Regions from separate parts of the Triticum aestivum genome. Here region 1 is linked to region 2. A link is a contact called in public Hi-C data. All regions are on one chromosome and are shown on one strand. Each heading gives the region's core, a stretch centred on a gene start, on an enhancer-like site or on the middle of the called end of the contact. The rest is flanking DNA. Distances are from core to core; before and after follow the strand shown.

Region 1 (5,820 bases), core at 1,813-4,312, 130 kb after region 2:
GGGTTGGTGGGTAAGCCTACATTCCAGAAACTTAGTTGTCCATGATGGGGATTCAACTGTGTTGATAAGCAGGGCCACAAACACAGGAAGTTACTTGACTTCATAATTATACGTGGCTCCAGAGCTGAGAAATCTGGGCAAGAGCAATGATCATTCGAGTGCACAACAAGGAGCTTTAAGAATAATAACTCAAATCATCCATTGATATGATCATTAATCCGCGAGCCAGAGGCCATGAAAACGGCCAGCAATGTTGCATTTCTTTGATTCCCAGGAAAAGAAAAGATCTACCAAGCTATCTGTTAGACAGGGATTAAAGAAAAGGAAGGAGATGTACTGGGCAGAGCCTTCAGTTGCCAATTTACCGTCGATAAAACGGATATACCAGCCAAGCAATGACACCTAAGCACAGAAATCACAAACAACAAAGCTATAGAGCCAAGTAATACAACAAGGTGCTATTGCATTCCAGAAATTTAGTTGTCCCTGATGGAGGTTAAATTCTGTGATGATAGGCAGGGACACAAACATAGGACAGTTTACTTGAACTTATGATTATATGGGGCCTCGGAGCCGAGACATCAACATCTGCTGGGTAAGTAACAGCAATGATCATTCGAGTACATAGCAAGGCACTTTAGGAATAACTCAAATCATCCACGCATATGATCATTAATACGTGAGTCAGCAGGGGTGCAACAGCCCCCGCTATTGCATTTCTTTATTTTCCAAGGAAGAGAACAGATCTAGCAGGCTATCTTCTAGACAAGTACAAAGGGTGTACAATGTACTGGGCAGAGCCTTCCGTTGCCAACTTACTGTTGATAAAACGGATATACCAGCCCTATATACATGCATGGAAATGAAGTGCAAGGGTACAAACAAGATGCTACTGAGAATTCAAGGAACTAAGAAGCTACATTTAACCTGCATACTTTTTATACCCGCTCCCGCTCTTTGGTGCCTACTGCCTAGTAGGATGGGTAAATAATTGGTTGCCTCATAGCTCCATGACCAACAGCATTCACAACATAACCTCCATAGCTAGCATTCAGAACAGAACCATATACATGACTGTTGTAACCATACGTACCATGGACAAACTCTCGGTGCCCATGCACGGGTCGAGGTGGTAATGCTGGTGAAAGGAGAAAACAATAGAACACAATGAGATCAAGTCATGTATCCTGGAATATGTATAAACAGACCTAGGAAATAGCCTCACCTTGAGGGTGAACATTGTAAGGATGATAGCCTTGTGAAAAACCATTATGTGGAATCCCACCATTTACCACCGGATATGCTGGTTTATGCGACACAAGTGTATCACTAGAATGCACAAACTGAGGCTGCTTTGGTAATGGTATAGGGTTGAGTTTAGGCATTACTGGATTATTGCCATTTGATGACGGCTTGTCTTGTCCGGAAAGCTGTCAAAATTGATACGAATTTAGGGATTAGACCTTGCTTATATTAATACAAAACACACATATGTATACACGGTTATAAGAAGTAAGGGCAACAATTAGTGTGTTCCAATCAAGTTGCAATTTGTAACCAGTGTTAATTTGCAAGGTAATGATCGTACAGATGTAGCATATCTATATTGAAGATCACAAAAGAAGAAACATACCGCAAATTTAAGTGTTTTACCATTAAGCCTAACAAGTCCTGAAAAAAGTCTAACAGCATACTGAGCAACTGCCTCTGTCTCATACTCAGCAAAAGCAAAACCTTTGGGACGCCCAGTTTCTTTGTCACATGGTATGTGTAGGTCTACTACATGACCGGCCTGAATAAGAATCTCATACAAGACTCTTTCAGGGACCTTCTCATCCAAGTTGCCTGTTGAGAAAAACAGGTCATAGAATTAATACAACACAAAACATTGCTTAAGTAATACAACAGACTGTAGTAAGATGTGTACAGGGATGTTACATAAATCATAGAAAAAGGACCGAACACTAGGATTGCCCAGAGAGAACACCATATGCATACAGTGAATCAGTGATGCCTCAGAACAGCAAACAGAGTGTAACAACCTATGAAAGTGACCGAGAAAACTAGACAGTGATAAAAGAGCGCTACCCAAACAGACCCAGCTATGCGATTATTATTCCAGGTAATGCAAGAGTCAATTTGTCTCCATGTCAGGTAATTCCCCAAATACATGTGCAAAACTCGAAATGCTCTTTGTCCAAAACACAACCATTAAGGATAATTATACTGCAATGCCTGCAGAGCACACTGCAGCAACATGAAACAAACCTTCGAGGTTGTTTACTGTTTTTTTTTATCAACCAACATAACTAGCAACTCGACCTACAGATGGCAGTGTCATGGCTCACCAGGAATCATTTGGCCGGCAAATTAGAACTATATAACCATCGCATGCTGACATGTAACAAACGACAACCACAAGTACAACAACAGATAACACCCTCACAGAAGAATTGTTTTACTAATACCAACCGGTGGCACCAGGATAACATTGTGATACTTCATACATAGCAGGCACTAAACAAGCCTGAAAGCGCAAAAGGGGATGAATCGCAATTGCACCGTTCTAATCTACACTTCTCCCCGCACGCACTATAACCCTAGCGCGACTAATCAATCGACCACCGAGACGCACATCGACCAAACCCCTAGAAATTAGGGCACGCATCTAATTCAATCCGAACCAAACGGGACGCGGCGGTTACGCGGGCAGGACCGCAGGAGGGGAGCGCGACGCGAAGGGGGCTCACCTACGTAGACGCTGCAGGCCGGGTTCCTCGCCATTGGGGGCCGGATCTGGGCGCGAGGGCGTGGAGGAGGAGGAGGAGGAGCACCGCGCGCTCACGGCCGCCGTCGCGCCGCAATCCGGAGGAGGAGGAGGGAGCGAAAGGAGTCGCGCGAAGTCGCTCGGGCGAATTGCGGCGCAGGAAGGAGGACGCAGGGTCTCTCTAGTCGGGCCGGTTCGCACCTGGGCCGTTGGGCGGTGGCTATTTGTCTGGCGCCGCCTCGAGATTCGGGAATCGGCTCGGTCTCCGACTCCAAGACCGACGAGGAAAGGCGTGCCCTGGCCCGAGTCGACAGCCGAAGAGGAAGAGACGGATACGCGGTAGACACCGGGGTATGTGGACTACGTGGCAGGGCCACGCGGAAGCCTGCGATTGGCCGGCGCGCGTGTCGTGCACGCGAGAGTACCGGCCGAACCAAACTGTGACGTGTATGTCGGCCACATCACGTTTCGGTTGACGTCGTACCGTCCAGCTGCATGTCGACAAGGCGATGACACTATACTAGTACAGGTATACCTAGCACTAATGACGCGCCATGCCTCATCGGCAATCCTGAAGCCAACCACCCGTAGAGTACAGAGTGGTTGATGATAATCTTGTTTGAGAAAAAATAATGCTCCTTTCAGGGTGGTCGGCATGGAAATAGTACAAGTGTCGCAATGGACAATGAAAGACATTATCATTTAGGCCTGACACTAAGCCCTCGGATGATTAGGTACTTTCCGGTGAAACCAGCTCACAAGAATGCAAGTTCTCATTGATGTATATATTTTTTAAAATTTATTTCAGACTTTTAACGATGTTTGTTCAGTATGGTCGGCATGAAAAAAAAGGACAGTACTTGCTAATAATAATCCTATAGGGTGGTCGACATGAAACTGTTGCAATGGACACTACAAATCATTATCATCGACCCGTAAAATTTGGCCGTTTCCCCACATTTCCCGCATGGAAGCATGGCTTTCTACCCCGTGATTTCTCCCTGATTTAGGAATTTCGCAGTTTGAAACCGAAGCTTTTGAGTTCTGACGGTGACAACGGCAGGCAGCGGGGTTTCTGCCGTTCCACGTCGCAAGGGAACAAAAGGGCCACCTCATCGCGAGGCGAACAGGCTGGACGTGTCGACGCGGCATGAATCGCCGTGCCAAACGCTGTAAGCCGACAAGGAGATCTCGCGATACAAAACCCAGGGGCGCCTCCCTGGCCTCCACCTCCTCCTCCTCCCCCTCCCCCCTCTCCACCTGCCTTCCATCCCTCCCCCCGATGGAGCTCCGGCCGTTTCAAAAGGCAGCCCCCACCCTCCCCCGCAGCTCGCCCCACCGCCGCCCGGCCCCGTCCCCCGCCCGCGCCGACCCGCGGCCGCGGTTCTGAGCGCGCGCGCGCCTCCCCTCCCCTCCCCCCTCCCTCCCCCCGGCTCGGATTCCGTTCGTCGCCCTCGCTTCCCCGCGCCGGACCAAGGGTGCCGCGGGGCGCGCAGATGCGAGGCGGGGAGAAATGCAGAAGTCGCGGAGAGACCTCATGAAGAGGAAGGCGGCGGCCAAGGCGCACGAGCAGGGCGCGGGCGCGGCCGCCGGGATGAGGCGGCGGCGGCTGTACGGCTTCTCCGCCTCGCTCGTCGTCGCGTCCTGGGCCGCGCTCCTCATCCTCAACTCGCTCGTCGGCCACGGCGACGGTCAACGCGGTACGCATGGTCCGGGCCTTCTTCTCTCCTCCGTCCCTGAAACTCTGAAGTTCCGCTCGCCTTGATGATGAATGAATCCTGTGCCGTGCTGCGCGGTGGTTGCGTGGTGCGGCGATCGGTAGGTGTTTGGTGGATTGTCCGTGGCTGTCGGTGGTGCCGTGCAGGCGCGATCGAACCCCCGTTAGGCTTAGATCCGTAATAATCCGTATGCGGTTGTTGCGCTCTCTCTGATCACCGAACAGGTTGCTGGTTGTTAGATGCGTTGCCGAAATTTCCACGTTTGTGTTCTGTGTCCGAGATTTACTGAACGCTCCTGTCATCAGTTTTTAAATAAACTTGGTTCCGTGTTGACTGAGATCACATTTTCTTCGTCTGATTTCTGCAGATGGTGGAGACCCGATTGTTGCCATTCCCATTGCTGGGCCTGGGCCTACAATGAATGAAGGTTCTGTTGGTCCTGATGTTGTACACCAGGAGCACGAGGAGAATTTGGCGGTGTCTGGTGACACATGTGTTAAACTTGATGAAAGTGTCTTGCTTTCAGAAGAGACAGTTCTGCAGGAAGATGAAGTGTGTTCCAAGGATGATGCTGGAAGTGATGACATGGAAGCTGTAACCAAGGATGATCAAATTGATCTGTCAGAAGGCCAGGGCGAAGAACAAACTGTAACCAAGGATGGTAAAATTGACCTGTCAGAAGGTCAGGGTGAGGAAGGTGCTCTGACCAAGGATGATCAAATTGACCTGTCAGTAGGTCAGGGTGCGGAAGAAGCTCAAACAAATGATGATCAAATTGAGCAGTCAGGAGGTCAGGGTGAGAGTCCTCATCTGACAAACATCGCCTCTGTAGTTCATCCAGCGGAGAAGGTGGATGTTGAAGATGTTCCCAAACCAGCAAGGTTGGCACGAGTTGTTCCTCCGGGTCTTGATGAATTTAAGACGAGAGCAATTGCTGAAAGGGGAAAGGATGCCTCTAGTCAAACTGGCCATGTGATTCACCGAAGGGAACCTAGTGGTCAGTTGTACAATTATGCTTCGGCAGCTAAAGGGGCAAAGGTTCTGGATTATAACAAGGAGGCCAAAGGCGCTTCCAACATTCTAGACAAAGATAAGGATAAGTATCTCCGCAATCCTTGTTCCGTGGAGGGAAAATATGTCATCATAGAGCTTTCTGAAGAAACCTTGGTAGATACCATTGCAATTGCAAATTTTGAGCATTACTCTTCTAATTTAAAAGAATTTGAAATGCTGAGCAGTCTTATTTATCCCACAGAAAACTGGGAAACACTTGGGAGATTCACTGTCGCAAATGCGAAGCATGCTCAGAGTTTCACATTTCCCGAGCCAAAGTGG
Region 2 (5,731 bases), core at 300-2,799:
GCATCATCAACAAAAAGACGCACTGCTGTAAAAGGGATGCATGCACTTGTTCCTATGCACCTCTGATGAAGATGAATATATATTCGCGGTCATGCCATGGCTCGGTCTTCAGAATTGCAAGACGACATAATAGAAGTAAAAGATTCTCGAATCTGGCATTCATCTCGGTTGGATTTTATTATTTAACCCTAGGATTTTCTAATTAACGTTGCACATTATCCGAAACACGGCACTTGTTCCGAGGATAACTAACAACTTTGCGCCTCTAATGTTGTTTCGCCTTTATCTACTTTCTGCAGCAAGCAAATGCTCAGAGGATATCCTGTCAAGGCCACTATTTAGTTTTCCAGCTGCAAAGCAAATGGCAGCGACGTTGTTGTGCTTGGGAAAATCAGGTTGCACTGAGCTAAAGGTAGCCATTTTAAGCCTCTTATTCTCTAGTAAATGCCAAAATAAGATCCTTATGGACCTAATTGAGCTCCTTTATACTAATTGCACGAAGGTGCTTTTGCGCATAAAATCATAACAGCTAACTTGGTTATCATGAAACTATATACTAGCTAGAGCTCACAGAGAAATGAGAAGAGTCAGCAGTGCATCTATAATGATGACGATTACTTTGCTTTTTCAAAAGCTTTTACCTAGTGTGATAGTTGAACTGCGTTCAAATAATTAAAGAGAGGGTGTCATCAAAGAAATGCTTTCAATTAGGCTACCTAGCTATTAACTCTTCTCTAATGTTACTTTGTGTATGTAGCTAGCAGCTGGTAGAGAGAATGGGAAATGTCTACTAACCGTGCTGCGGGGTTGGAGGCCTGGATCTCTGCACCCCAAGGGAAGCCAGGTTGCAGTTGGCCCTCCTCCCGTCGATCACCGGCGCGGGGTCGACGCAAGACCTCATGGCCGATTCCGGGTCCCGGAAGGTAACCTACAAAACCACCAATTCAAAGTGCATCCGTCGTTCATATTGCAGCTCAGGCAAACAGAAAAAGTATGTGCAGTGTAGCAAAGAGAACACTTGCACTAGCTAGAAGCTTAATTCTGCTTCCAAGCTAAACTGCACTGAAACTGAAAGGGAAGGGAAAACCAGCAGAGAGAGAGAGAGAGAGAGAGAGAGAGAGAGAGAGTGTGTGTGTGTACAGTAGGAGGTATAGAAGAAGCATACAAATCCGTAGCCCTTGGATCTGCCGGTGTTCTTGTCGGTGATGACGACGGCCTCGAGGATCTCCCCGAACTGCTCGAAGTACTTCCTCATGGTCTCCTTCTGGGTCTCCCACGCCAGCCCGCCCACGAACACCTTGGTGTAGGTCGTGTCCCCGAACTGCCCCATCACACTCGGCGGGCTCATGGCGATGCTGCTACCTCCTCCTTCTTCTTCTACCTCAGCACCAGAGGGGAAGCAACTAAAACCAGCTGCAGCTAAGGATCTGAATTGGGCTAGGACACTAGCGGCTCTTGTTAGAGGAACGGAGGGAGGGAGGGAGTGAGGAAAAGCTAAAGGTTAGAGGAGAAAGGGGCGGGGTGGGGGAGAGGGAGGGGAAGGAAGGGGGTGTACAGGGGAGGAGGGGCAAATATATACTGGCGCTGGCTATGATAATGCACCATCCATCCTTGTCCTTTTGGTCCAAGCCATGCTGCCCCTCCCTCCCAGTATAATAATACTGCGCGCCGGGAGACACACCCACCCCCGCCCGCCAGCCAGCCCACGGTGGAATGACCGGAACGCCCCCGCCGGAGTGAACAGCTGTTACAGGGTGTCGTTAGGCTGTGCCTGTCCACGGAGTGGCAGAAACGGAACGGAGCGGGATTCTGATGGGAATTTGGGGGGCTCGGTACCTGGAGGATGTGGAGGCATTCCGGATGGTCTTTGCGAACTTATCCGATTCTCTTCTTTTTGGGAGTATTTGGTTGGACTAGCTACGTGCGTCGTCATGGCTAGACTAGAGGGAGGATAATCATGGGTGATCGGCCGGTGATACGAGCGTGAGGGGAGCAAACTTAGCAGGGTTCTTGCTCGCGTCCAGCAGAAGAGGGCGTGGGGTGGGTGGGGTTGGCCGACGCGAAATTCCGTTCTGTTCCGTGACACAACACAGGAGGTTTTGTATAGGTTCACCACTGCGATCAGCTCCAGGTTAGTTCTTTGCTATGCTATGCTATGCACGTATCATTTATGAGTACTCCTTTATTAATGTTTATAAGTATAAGTAATGCTTTGCTTCCGTGTTCGTTCTTTTTGTTGTCGCCCTTGGCTCATCTCTCCGGCGAGCCCATATCCTAATCCTCCACACACAACGTTGGTCCACCAATCGTCGAAAGTTGGGTTGTTTTCAGTTACAGTTTAATCGACGTGTACCATCATCCATCCGCGAATGAAAATCAGCACTAGAACAAATGATTGGGAATTATCTCCAGAGCCCGTAACCCTAGCCACTCTGAGAGCAAGAGCAGCTAGCGAGCTGCGCTGGAGCCCTTAATTTGTTTTCTTCTTCTTCTCATTGTGCACATAAAGCGCATGCAAAAGCACGGGGGTATATTTGATGATGTGCACTGGCTGGCAGCCCGAGGGGGAACGCATGATGTGCCATCAGATCTGATCTGGAGATGGACGGCTGGGGCGGCCCAGACCATTTGGAGTGGCCGGGGACAAGGACGCTGTGCCAAAGCTTTTGCGCGGCCTATCAGTCTCTATTCTCTAGTGTCTAGCTCCTACTGACTATTTATCTCCCTTGGCCTTGAAGCCACCCCCGATAACAACAGCGCCGTCCATCCATCACTCGGGTCAATATCTCAGACAGCAACAATACAATCTCCGACGCCCGTGTGTATACATATGTGTACCTATCCATGCAATATCTTGATCTCTGCCGACTGATAGTTGCGCCTTCCTTTTCGCAGACGAATTATGGGAGAATACAAGGAAATATGACAGTTTGTTGCTTGTGGTTGGTTACTGTAGTAGTAGGAGTTGAATTATTGAATCATTTCACGTGCAACTCCTGCATTGATCGGAAATGGCCAATTACTGTGTCTAGACAGGGAGATTCTCCCCTGAGTTGGAGAATGTATATATGATAAAGTGGCTGATTGGGAATATTACGGAAATCAATGAGGAAAGGTGGAAAGTCCTTGTCTGCTTTGAGAAGGTTGGCACACGATATGAATATGAATATCAGTCTGGCTCTGGCGGCGATGTATGTGTATTATATGGCCTGGCTTTTAGCCGACGGGGAGTGTAGACTTGGGGAGTGACTCGTGGCCGCCCAGCTTACAATTCGGTACAAAGCGCACACCATATTTGGGGACTGCATTTGGTGGCAAAATTTTCTTTTCGGGATGGCAATCATGGACCTTTTGATTCAATAACGCCCAAAGCGGTGGAGGAGAAAAACTAATCATTTTGTCATCCCAGCTTAAATCAGGGAAGTATACGTGTATGCAATATTGTTATCAATTCAGTACTTATTAGTAGTACTGCATTTAGGATACGGCGACAGTTGTAGCATTCCATAGAAACTAGAGACTCCTTTTCGTCCACCCATTGCATATATGCTTATCCCGCCTAATCATTTGGCCGCCTGCTTTCACTGCAAAGGGAATCCTTTTATACACAATCGGCTGGAGTATATTTTTTTTCTCTCTCGGAGCAAGGGAGGAATCTACTACTAGGTTAATGGTCCAAGTTTACATGACCTCTGACGTGCTTCAGAGTGTTGGATTAACTGCTCTGCACCACGTCTTTTGTTGACCGGTTTGACCGGGACCGGCCTGGGAGGAACAGGGACCCCGGCGTAATTTTGTGGCTGTTGCTCGTGCTGTTGCTGCAGTTGCGGTTGCGCCTGGACCGGATTGGACTGGACTGGACTGTTGCTTCGCACCCAATTTATCTCGTTGCAGTTTGGAACTTTGGATGCTCTGCGCCTGAAGCAAAAGCAGGACCCTGACCTCACCCCACTGTTCATCTTCGTGTGGTTGCATCATCGGTGCCGCGGACGCGCGCGTGCTACGCAAGGCCGAAAGCCTCTCGAACTCAAAAACTCCCCGGCTTCTCGCATGAGACGAACAGTTTTCCTGTGATCAGATATGCGTTGCAAATACTAATATAAACTTGGCCAAACTTTGTCGAGTTTGACTTGACACAAATCTGTTACGCGGAGTGAAAAGGACTGGAGGGAGTAGACTCTTAAGCCCCACCTATATTTACCGGCAATCAAACGGGTTCGAAGTCCCAACTATATTCATGGGCAAGCATTTTTTTTGGCGGTGGAATTTGGTCCCCGTTCAGCCGGTGAACTAGGAAAAGGAGCATCGGCGCTTGGCGGCAACGGAGTCTGCAGCATGGGGAAAGGTGGCGGCACTCCATATGCGTCTGCGCAGCGCTTCGGATTCCACTGGCGCTCGATCTTTGGGCGGTGCCACTGACGTAGGACTAGGAACGGCGGGCATGATAGTCTTCCCGGCGGAAGAAAAGGTTGCCTTCCTTGTTCGACGGCAGATTCGTCTCAACTTTTTCTGTAGGGGGAGCAATGAATTCTTGGCTGTCACTCAAATTTGGTAGCACCCGGATGGCCTAGCACCGGTCAGCGTCTGGTCTAGCCAATTCTGTTGCCTGGTACAGCTGGTGTGTCTGGTCGACGTTACTGTGATTTGGATATACGAGGATTGGACCATGGATTGGGGCGTAGCAACGGCCGATAGAAAGGACGGAGGGCGTTCTCCGTCCTGCCAATTTCATGGAAAAACACAAGAACAGAGATCCTGTAAAACATGCTCATCTCTATCATATACTCCCTCCGACTCCAAAATAGAACTTGCACGTTTTTTCAAAATAGAACCACGCGTTTTTCAAGAGTAAACTTTGACCATCAGCTAGACTAATGATTATACCACGCTAAAGAAAGAAGAGGAGAGTATGTTCTTGTGCCCCCAAGTTTTTCCAGAAACATAGACTAGATTTCTCAAGAATTTTTTATACACATTTGGCCACCGGAGTCTCAAAAACGGGTAAGTTTCGTCCAAAACCAGATTTTGACCATGCTGACCGGGTTTGACCGCAATATATTCTGTGCTTGATGAATAGTAAATTCAAAAATAGCAAAAAAACCCAAAAATTGAATTCTTTTGGCATCCAATATGCCTGGGTGCGCAAGGTGCTTGCAATTTTTCGTGATGTTTGAACACTCGAGGAGCTTGTGGCAAAACAACTGTAAATATGCTCTAGGTGAACAGTAAATTAAAAAAAATAGCAAAAAAGTTTAGAAAAAACTAAAGATTTGTGGAAACCAAGATTCCATAGTGCGCTAGAAGTGTGTAAAATTTTGTGGTCAAATGACATCCAAGGAGCCATAAAAAAGGGTTTTTTACATTTGTGCCCCTGGTTTCGTAGCCATACTAATTCATCTCCATGCTCTTAATTTTTGCTCACTTTTCCCCACTCCCTTGCCCGAAACTCTCAGAACTGGTCACAAATGGTGGATGCCGTCGGGTAAGTGCTTTGACCGTTAACTCTGACGAGTGGGACCGTGCTGACTGTGTCACCCCTTGGACCTGATGAGTGGGGTCGCGTTGGACGGTGCCGCTGTTCGCCCGTTGGGCCGTGCGTGCGCCGCAACGACAGAAGTCTGCATGTCCAGCTAGCCTGCTATGCATGCACGTAGCTAGCCTACTTGCATGCGCCGCTGCCCGCCGTCATGATGCGTTGACCGGCCTCTTTCTGCACGCGAGCCGCCACGGA

Evidence for each region. A called contact is a pair of places that touch in the nucleus more often than the background predicts.
Region 1: a Hi-C map of leaf shows a contact between it and region 2, with 5 times the contacts expected there. The contact joins the promoter of LOC123062798 here to the promoter of LOC123062796 in region 2. A contact is called at or near these places in 4 of 5 Hi-C or Micro-C datasets (leaf and an unstated tissue).

What each region holds. Positions count from the first base shown.
Region 1 is chr3A:638,467,288-638,473,107 of IWGSC CS RefSeq v2.1, forward strand. It overlaps LOC123062798 (phytolongin Phyl1.2), which reads right to left and starts at 3,063. Exons shown (of 5, transcript XM_044486466.1): 1 at 2,751-3,063; 2 at 1,735-1,845; 3 at 1,226-1,430; 4 at 1-1,138. LOC123062797 (SUN domain-containing protein 4) reads left to right here and starts at 4,103. Exons shown (of 4, transcript XM_044486463.1): 1 at 4,103-4,476; 2 at 4,853-5,820. The coding sequence starts at 4,281.
Region 2 is chr3A:638,338,945-638,344,675 of IWGSC CS RefSeq v2.1, forward strand. LOC123062796 (RNA-binding protein 24-B) reads right to left here and starts at 1,550. Exons shown (of 6, transcript XM_044486461.1): 1 at 1,166-1,550; 2 at 796-928. The coding sequence starts at 1,348.